Linked DNA regions of Siniperca chuatsi: region 1 is linked to region 2. Evidence: chromatin contacts called from public Hi-C data. All regions are on one chromosome and are shown on one strand. The core of a region is the stretch at or near the end of the contact, and the rest is flanking DNA. Distances in the headings are between cores, read along the strand shown. Region 1 overlaps LOC122874634 (pleckstrin homology domain-containing family A member 5-like). Region 2 holds the start of LOC122874993 (zinc finger protein aebp2-like).

Evidence for each region. Hi-C and Micro-C count contacts between places; a contact is called where the count stands out from the background.
Region 1: a Hi-C map of liver shows a contact between it and region 2, with 3 times the contacts expected there. The contact joins the enhancer-like site here to the promoter of LOC122874993 in region 2. A contact is called at or near these places in 3 of 3 Hi-C or Micro-C datasets (liver, skeletal muscle and an unstated tissue).

The regions. Positions count from the first base shown.
Region 1 is chrLG4:8,885,443-8,890,490 of ASM2008510v1, forward strand. All of the region lies in intron 3 of LOC122874634 (pleckstrin homology domain-containing family A member 5-like), which reads right to left. Among protein-coding and RNA genes, the nearest start is that of LOC122874636, 26 kb to the right of the region's middle. Within about 2 kb of position 2,144, the one cell type or tissue checked has an H3K27ac peak away from gene starts, as active enhancers do. A contact at or near this core is called in liver, where this site is marked.
Region 2 is chrLG4:8,821,233-8,826,652 of ASM2008510v1, forward strand. It overlaps LOC122874993 (zinc finger protein aebp2-like), which reads right to left and starts at 2,981. Exons shown (of 9, transcript XM_044193648.1): 1 at 2,327-2,981; 2 at 1,017-1,227. The coding sequence starts at 2,868. It overlaps LOC122874634 (pleckstrin homology domain-containing family A member 5-like), which reads right to left. Exons shown (of 29, transcript XM_044192767.1): 29 at 5,211-5,420.

The DNA.
Region 1 (5,048 bases), core at 894-3,393, 63 kb after region 2:
CACAACCATATACAGTCTATGCGAACAACACAAGCCAATACTAAAATAACTCTGAATGCATGACAAACCATGAAATCGTATTCACAGTGGTATCATCCTTAAGACAACTAATTATAAAAACCACAGTTAAACTGCACAGACCCTTAAACACGCAGTCACACTTCCTCCAGGTAAATGCTAGCTGAGAAGTGTTAATAAAATAAAATAAGTCAGGCCTCACTGACTTTCAGCTTCCACAGTGGACACATAAAAAGATGCACACAGTTCATTGTGAGCCTAATGAACATATCAACTCTTGTCTTTGGGTGTAATGAGCCTGTTGGGAGTGGATAATGTAGGCCATGGTGCTGATTTGGTAGAGCCAATAACACCAACCCATCCACACCCACGGGGAGCCTCCCTAACCAACTACAAAATTGATTATTATACAGCAATGGAGAAGCACAGCGCTGCATGTTTCATCACCCATTCTATCAGCTCATTTCCCTCCTGAGATTATGTTTTAGTTTCAGATTGATTATGGAGAAGCCTTCAGATGCAGAATCAGCTTCTACCGCACAAATGTCTATATATACAGTACAGCAATAGAGCTGAGACAAACTTTATGCTATGAATGTAATCAACTCTGCTCCACCAGACGTGAGGCAATGTGTGTCTGCATGTAATAAAAGATAAAAGTTATGTATCCATTGACAAAATAACATTAATCTCCCTACTAAACAACCATAACCTTATTTGCTCAGTGACTCCAGATCTACATCCGATTTACATTCATCACAGCCAGGAGAACAATTTACAATCTCCAAAAGCCCCTTTTTCTCTCACGACTACTCCTTTATTGCTAAAGGACTGAGTGCAAACTGTCTATTCAACTCAACTGTTCAAGTGGATTTTATGACACTCACTTATTTGAAGACCAAGCTAATTCCCTAAATGCATAAGAATAGGAACAAAGAACTGAAATGGTAAAGAATTTCTTTTGAATTAGTTAGTTAGTCACAGCCGCACAACTGAATTGCTTCAACAGGTGCAGTTATATGTTTGAGAGGGACAGGATGAAATTCACACTGGAAAAGTGACAAAACAAAGTATAACCAAAAACTAAATATGTATACTAAATTAATGCTTGATTTTTGAGAATGCTGTTGATGTACACTTTTGTCCCACAATGTAATGCACAGAGGAAATGGAGGAGTTACTCAGTCCAAAAAAATGTAAACAATTTGGGAATGGGGGTGAGACAACTCCAAAAATACCAAAATACAAAATAAGCAGTAAATATTTGGAGACATTTTGCTTTTTCCTATTGAAGTTTAATTTGAAGTGGAATTCTAAAGTTGCTGTTAGACTGAAGTCCAACAGCGCATGTATTATATAATTTCCTGTTAGTATAAAATGGTAAATACTGTGTTAATTGCTCTATGCTAAAAGCAAAAACAGTATACTATGAAGATTAGTATAGTGCATATTGTATACATACACAGTTCATATTTTAGTATGGAATTAGGACACAAGCGACTAGGACAGAACCTCAGGCCATGCTCCTCCTCCTCCTGAGGTTTGTGTTTTTTCCTTGCATTTTAGCCACATGTTGAGATGGGAGGGGTCACCTGACCTGATATTATCCACCTGGGTTGGCCAGGCTATTTAAGATGGCTCCTCATTCTGTCTCTTTCTCTCTCCTACCATCATCACCTCTCATCTTGTTTATTTTTCTTATTTTATTTTCCCACACAATACCATATATCCACTCAAAAATTTGTTGAGTGGCAGCCAAATGTAATGGACTATTGGCAGGACAAAATAAGGAATTTTGAAGACATCAATGTGGGCTCTATGAAATTGTGATGGGCATTTTTTTCACTATTTTCTCACATTTTATTGACCAAAGATTAATCGATTAAACTGTAAAATAATCAATAATGAAAGTGACAATAATAGTAAAACATTGTTGTAGTCCTCGAATAAAACACTGGCTAACTTTCTTTAAATCCTGTGTGGTCTCCCTCTTTGTCTAGTTCATTGAGCACACACAGAGAGAGAGAAATGTGGTGGTAGTAGTAGAACGGGGTTTTGATCCACTACCTAGCCTTCAGCAGTGCTGAGCATGCTCAGTAGGCCTGCCAGAGGGCCAGGCTACTGCTTTGGCATACTTCTGATAAAACCAATAATGTCATGGAAAGTTTCTTTCCAATGAGTGTGCCTGACAGAGAGTGTGTGACAGAGAGGAGTGTGTGTGTCCTCAATATAGGAGCAAAATCCAATCTCATCAACCGCAGCCACAAACAAATAATACTACCCCTGGTGATGGCCATTATTGATCCGTCTATCATCCAGGACTTTAACAAACAAAGATATGAACATATTGTAGTTGGAGGAAAAGCCATAACCACAATTGCAGCTGAAGGAAAAAGATTTTAATTCCAGATCGACAGAGAGATTGAGAAAATGGCAGCCTTTAACTGACACTGTAATGAAACGCAATAAAGGATCTGTTAAGCTCTAGTTCCTCTAGTCCCCAGGCAAAGATAGCTGCTAGCGTGAGCAGAGAGATGGGGCAGCACTGCCTCGCTCAGACATCAGTCCAACTGATTATAGAAAAGATGACCAACAGAAGTGGGTCAGCCATGAGAGTGACAGTACAAGATATTTTGAGAGATGGAGAGAGAAAGAAAGTGAGAGAAGTTCATGTAAACAGTGTTTGTTTACACCTGAAAGACACAGAGCCTGTAACCATGCCAGATGATATTTATAGCAACATGAGTGTTACCTTACAATTACATGTACATTTGTTGATTACAGTCATAATTTTGTCAGGCCGTTTTTAAAACCAGATGAGCTCTCTGGCAGCAAGCAAAAAACACTCATCAGGTGCTGTGGATTGTCAAATATTATCATCCTCAGGCTGCAGGAAAGCAAACAGCAGAACAAACACTGTGGAAAGCAAATATTCCAGTTCTTGCCTACAGTTTCAGTCATGTGAAGTAGAAGAGCCTTGATAAACAGCTTATTAACTCACCTTATCAGTTATACAGCCTACTCTTTGGTGACTTATCTGATTGTTACCTTTGCTGTGCATTTACTCTGTTAGGTGCATAATATGTATTAGGTAAACCAAATAAAATGGCACTGCAAAAGATCAGCGACTGATAAAACGTAACAGAGGACAGAAGTTCTGTACAGACACAAAACCCGATAGAAATACAAACTTCTGTGCAGACAACAACAAACAAATCAGACGTCACGCTGAATACTGAATCCTAGAAGAAATGGATTGGCTACAGCTTCAAAACTCCAACTCCAACTGCTGTCTTGTCAGAAAGCCTAATCCAAGTCACAGAGAAGCAATGGTGAACTTGAAAAACACACTGACACAGGATATGACTGCTCCACACTCAAATGGGGGTAATTTGTATTTAGTTTCTCAGTCAACAAATGTGAACATGTTCCTTCTGTATTAGGCATATTAGCATGTTCAGGTGGTTGCCATAACGGCATTTGAGATATCTGTCTCTCACCAGGATTCAAAATATTGCAGGGAGACAGTGTAGTTGTACCTCATAAGCACTTGAGTAGCCAGTTTGTACCTATAGGCTATTTTTTAGTGCAAGGTGCAGATAAACTTGTGAGTATTGCTAATAAATAAAATAAAAGTACAGGGCCTAAGTGCATCCCAAACTATGTCTCCACTGATTTTCCCACATTCCCACTGATTTGACATTCTATTATAGCACCCTGCTAATCCATATTTGAAATGGGGTCAATCAATGCCACTCTTAAACATGGACTGGGCGTGAGTGCTGGGCAGTCAACTGAGTTAGTGACTCAATCTAATGGGAGTTTGGCACGTTCAGTTATTTCTCCTCTCATCTCCTCTCATCTACCCTCATATTCCTCATTCAGATCAACGAAGTCTAATTCTGACTTTATAGCATGAAGCTAATTTGTAAAGCTTTGAATTTGGATGACATCATCTCTGAGACAGACTCATCAGAGGGAGAAGCCACATTTTTATCACTTTTACAGGGAGTGTCTCCTCTTAGGTCACCCGCTGTTGTTTTTGTAGGTGCAGCTGCATTACTCAAATCCTCTGAGAAAAAGAACAAGAAGCTACTTCTGTCGGGGGTTCAAATCCTGTTCCTTTACAGCTCAGCACGCCTACAACCAAGCAGTCAGGTCCAGTTTATTCATAATTACTGTGGAGGGATGATATTGTTTCATAGAAACAAGCTCCATGTAAATCTGTTGTAAATTTTTCGGCTGCAGCTCCCACCTTGTTAGAGCCCTCTAACCAACAGCTGCATGTGTCAGGTGTAGAGTTATAAGGGGTCACAAAAGCAATACATCAACATCCTGACAAGTACACAGATTATAAGAAGGAAGGGAATTACTTGGAAAGAAAGGAGAGAGCGAGACAGAGTAAATTGGGTGAATGGTTCAACCTAGCTGACTAAACTGCTAAAACAATATAAAAACTAAAGAACTAATGCTGTCCACATTTCCTTAAGGTAAGGTGAAACGACACAGACAAACAAAAACTGCAGTAACATGGGCCACGTGCACAGGGCTATTTCCATAAAAAAAGGTAGCGGCTATGTGAGAAGCAGTGAGCAGTAAGACAGAACAGTAGGATGTAAACATCCTCCTACTCTTGGCAGAGGCAAGGCTTTTTATTTTCTAAGTGAAACATGCACTTAAGTATGCCACTTACCTGGATTGATGATGCAACAAGCACACAAAGTGGGGGCGAGGAGGGAGAGAAAAAGGAAAACAGAAAATGTGTTGTTAGCAAGAGTGCACAACATTGCAAGTACTTACAAGTACTGTAAACCTCTCTTCTCACAGTTATTTGCATGCACTCTGTAATAGAAGTATATTTTTTTAAATGGAGAAAAGTTTCTAATTATAATTACAATTTTCATAGAGATGTTATGGCCGAAATCACAAACACTGCCCTCCAATGGCTTCAATCATTAGTTACAAAAATATCTACAGAACAGTACAAAATATGGCATACATTTGTCAAATATAATAATATAATCACGTAA
Region 2 (5,420 bases), core at 1,731-4,230:
CATAGCAAAACAACAGTGAAAAAGAGAGGTTAGTAGTTAGACAGCTTGGAGAAAGATTATTAGACAGAAAGACAAAGAGAGAGATTTCAATTATATATGTAAAGTTGCCTAGTCCTAACTTCCATTCTCTGGAGTCTGGGGGAGTTACTTGAATGCAGAAACAAGGGGGAAGAGGTCTTGTGTGTTTTTCTTGTATCTCATTTGTTTTGTCATCTGACCATCACAGCTGGTTTATTTTGTAAAACTTTGTCTTAACTATGCAGGCAGAAGCTATAAATACTGTATATTGCACATTAAAACAGTGGCATAGATAATGCACTTGGCCTCCAAAACAAGATCAAATTTGTGTACTGCTGCACTTAAAGGTCGGTCCAAAACGGTTTAATATTCATGTTTATCACATTTTTGTACATAAGGTATATTCTGAGTGCATAGTAATTTAATGATGCTGCCAACTGGGTGGCATACAGTATCAAGCAATCAATAAAACGTAAAAAGGCAGTTCACACAAAATAAGGAAAAACCCAATTTTCTCACTTACTGTACCTCTAATGATATCTAGCCAATCAGAAAGGTTCAGTTTTATGTTTCCAAGTTTTAAGATATCTGTCTCTAAGATTTCTGCCCTCAACCCCAACAAAATGAAGGTGAATGTAATTTTGTTTGTAGTGTTCACAACATTGATACATTATATTTTTAAAAGTTCAACAACAACAGCTCTTTCCAAAATCAGTGTACCCCTTACTCCAGATAATCCACAGAATGCACTGAGAATAGATTCCAAAAGGACTATTTCTCCAGCAGAAGGTAGTTTCAATGAAAACTGCCTACAGCTATTTGAGCCGACCCTTTAATACTCAATGGTTGCATGCAGTCCAATTGTAGCAAATGTTTTGGTTGTCTGGACTGTTAATGCTAAGCTACAGCAAAAACAGACATTATCTTGCTTGGCTACCTGTCAGACAGAATAAAAGAGATGAACACGAAGCTTGTCCAAAGGTTTAAAGTCTACTGACCCCTCCTCTCTGCCCATCAACATGAATGCCCCTGATATGCTCTGCCAGATCAGGACTGGAGTTGAAGCACTGTGGACAGAGGTCCCAGCAGCAGGGGTAAGCCACTGTCTTAGCCCCGGAGGAGCTCGCGCTGCTCTGTCCATTCATCATAGCAGGGGTGGAGCGCCCACTGGACACGGTGCTCTCCATCTCCATCAGGGTACTGCTGATACTGAGAGAGAGGAGAGGGTGGGGTGGGTAGAGAGAGAGAGGAAGGTAGAACATGGGTGCTAAGGCCATCAAGAAGACCTTCATAGCTTAGATCAGGCTTTGCACAGCCGTGAAGAACAGGTGCAGATATTACTAGCCACATTAAATAGTCACTATGCATGAAAGCCTACAGGCTGCAACTGATTTTCCATGCATGCCACTTTCATCACTAATGCCAAATCAATTATATCTTTGTATTCAATGCTCCTAGCATTATATTATTAATTTACTGTGCTGTCAACATCACCAAAAGGACTCATAGGACTCCTTACCATTTCCAGTCCAATGTTTGAGTCCCAGTTTTATTAATGAGATCAGTAGTCCCCCTTGAGTGAAAACTGTTTTGACTATTGCTGCTTCACTTGGATATTTGACCTTCACTGTGCAGAATGATGTATGTGCAGAGTTTGAAACCAGAAAGCTGTTTTCTCATTCTTCTGCTTAAGATGTAAAGTTTATCTGTGGTTACCTTAAATCTGAGTTGAAGGCCTGTATGTACTGTACAACATGATTTTGTGACATAACTAGTTTGGAAGCCAATATGAAACTTAAACAAGTGTGATGGGGAAACTCGAAACCTCTACCACACATATGCTGAAAATGGACTTTTCAGTGAAGTAGGAGACATCTTGCATCCAGCGGTGAAATAAAAAATATTTGCACATACATAGATTGTGGATTTTTCAATGTAGGAGAAGGAGTAGATGAAGATGCATTTTTAAAACGGTAATGTTAGGATAACGTTTTTTGTGGGAAAACCACATCAGGCACAAATAATTATCCAAGCAGTCTTTTATGTCTTAAAAGAAGTCCGATCTTAAGTAACTAGCTAATATGAAAATATGACAAGTTAAAATGAGAATGAATGAGGGGTATGAGATTTTTGGTTGGTAGGTTGATAACATAAATGAGTAGATTTTTTGATAGCTCGACCTGCAAAAAACTCAAATAATCCTGTGCTAGTTCACAGATGGGATGGAAGGACTACTACTGTCCGCAGCTACTGTAACCCGATCACACCCAACACTGGTCCAGAATAACCTGTCAATTCTCCGACCAACCTGTCCTCAGAGTCCATACGGCTCAGCGGTTCACCATCCGAGGACGATATCTCCACACTCGGCCGCCTCTTGTCTCCCAACTCCCCGCAACCGCCGCTGGGTTTCTCACCATCTTCACAAACTGTTTTGCTCTTTTCGCAGTCTATCCCCGAACACAGGCTGTCCTCTCCTGGCTCCTCCTTCGTTTCTTTCATTGCGTTATCGTTTGCGGGTTCGTTGTTACCATCTCCCGGGCTTTGCTGTGACTCTGGCTTTCGCTCCGGTTCTTCAGGAGCGGCTGTCGCCTCCTGGTTGACCGTTATAGCACTGTCGTCTGTAACCGCCTCGCTCGCGGCCTTGTCTGCCGCTGCAGCGGGCTTCTCTTCGCCGGCCTCCGCGTCCACCTCTTCCATTTTCGGTTCTACACTAGTACGTGGTTCTTCTGTTTCCGGTTCGGTAAGGCCCTTTTCTTTATCCTCACCGTTGCCCTCGTTTGTCTCTATGGGCAGTACATCGTTCTCAACACTCAGTGCGGGTGTTTCTTCTGTAGCCGCAGCAGCCATTTCAGCGGCGTACGTACCGTGAGACACTTTCGGTATTAGAATTTAACCGTGGCACCATCAAGTGCTTCCCTGCAGAAGAAGGGCTGGGTCAAATCAGTCTGCTCTCTGATTGGTCAGAGGCGGCACGAGGAGGAGAAAGTCTGACGTTGGTATTTAAATTCCCCATGTGTTTCCGTAATCACAAAGCTTCTTTTAAATGGGGGAGTTCTTGAGTTCCCAATTTAAGGCCAGAGGACCTTCCTTCAGGAAACCATGCATAATAACTTTAGCTTAGTTTTAATATTAACATTAATTAGGGTATTATTATTTAGGGTCTTGGATAATACTGTTGTGGCTTTGTTCATGGTTAATAATTTTACAAATGCTCTCTAAGCCATTAATAAGAACTTTTGGGCTGCCAGTTTGTGAAAAATCCCTTTAACTGGTGTTTAAGCTCCTCCAGCAGGACACTTTATTCAATTTATGGTGACAGTCATGTAGTTAATCAGGTAAACAATGTAATGGACCACTTACCATAAGCCTGTAAAGTATCTGGACCAAAATAAATATATTAATATCTTATTTGCATTTTTAACTGTAGACTTGATGGCCTATTAAAAAGTGTTAAATCCACAAGCATTTATTTACAGGATAACTCATTTTTATAACTGCAGTATTGCCAGAGAGGAACATTACATTTGGCAACCCTTGCCAGGTTTGTGAAAAAAGTTGCTCTTTTTAATGGCTTATAACTGATTTATAAAGCATTAGCAAATTATTTATTAACCATCAATAAAACTACAACTACCACTGGCCTGGGGCCCCCAAACCCCATGTCAGTAGGGGCCAAACAGCAAATTTTTGCACAGGAGCCCCAAACAGGTTAATCCAGCCATTAACTCAACTGGAATAAGGTTGGACATAACAATTTGGAAATATGGATACATTCCCTCTCAGCTTTTGTTGCGTATCATATTAAAACATTTCAGGAACTTGACAAAGGATGTGTTGTATCAAATTTTTATGACACATAGAAACTGGAGCCATCCTACTTGGGCTCTGTGAATTTGAAATCTGGGAAAGATGAGGTCTCCACTATCATATATGCTGTGTACAAATTTACTGCAAGACATCACCAGTGTTGCAACAGCAGAATGACCACAAGAGGGAGCCATAGGCCTATATTTAAACTGGCTGTCACTCACACTGAGGACCTCAAGCCACACTGACCAAATTAAATCATCCCACATTCACCTCTATCTGTACCCTACAAATTACCCATTTTACATTTGATTATTTCTGATGAAGCTGATCATTTAAATGATTAGATATAGAGCACTATTCAAGCGTAAAACTCTGAATGTTCACAAATGTTTTATGACCTGAATGCAGAAATCTAGGATAAGCTTTTCCATATTGTGTCAAAATTCAGAGTTAATGTTAACATATTTGACTGTACACAAGTCCACAGTTCTCATGTTGCAGGAGAAAGTTGAACCTGAGCTCATGAACACAAGAGAGTAGGTTTTACATGGCTTTATTCTCAGCTTGTCCATTGCAGTTAGTCACAAGGGTGATAAAGAACAAAATGCAACCGCTTATTAAGAACAGCAACATTTATTTAACATGATATAAAACAGATGGAATATGAATATTTGCAAATCAAATCTAGTATGTAACCATATATTGGATACATCCTCCCATCTTGCTTTACCATGTACAGTATATACACAGTAAACCTCTGATAATTACACTTTGTACACACACAAAAAATAATCCTGGATCCACAAACATTTTTATTGCTTTTTACATGTGCTAATGTTTTTTTTTGTTCCAAGACTTCAAACCAACATTTCATAAACTAGAACCAAACTGATTTTTTCCTTCTGTCAGTTTAAATATATCTCAGCAAGCAATAAAAAAAAAGATAGTATAGAGTGACTTAAGCCAGAACATTCACAAATGTCGGCAAAAATGCGACAGGGACTGCAGAAGATCCCATTTTTAAATAATTACAACCCAGAAACAGGAGAAATTACAAATAATCTTTGTCTTCAGCAATAAAGTTGCCCCTCTTTTCATTATAATGGAGGGATCTATATCTCTCATAAACTCATATCGACAAATGTTCTTTTCAATAAATGGATACATATTGAGATGAATTATGAAAGACTTAAGTGAACTAAAATTATGTGAAACCATTTTGGACTGACGGTGAACCGTGAATGAAAAATGTGGCATGGCCCAAAACATTTTGTCACAGGCCCTGGCTCACAACAGAGCTCAGTCTATTAGCCTAATATATATATATATATATATATATATATATATATATATATATATATATATATATATATATATATATATATATATATATGACAGACAGACGTTGGCCCATATTCAAACAATAACCTAATAAAACCATATAAATAATAAAAATAACCTTAAAAGCCTTGTAAAAACTGAAAATGGAACTGCAGCGATAACAGTATCAAAGCTGTATTGTCTTGCCAGTTTGAGGAAAGTGTGGCACCCCAAAGAGGGGCAATAACAGAGAAATGTCACACAGAAAG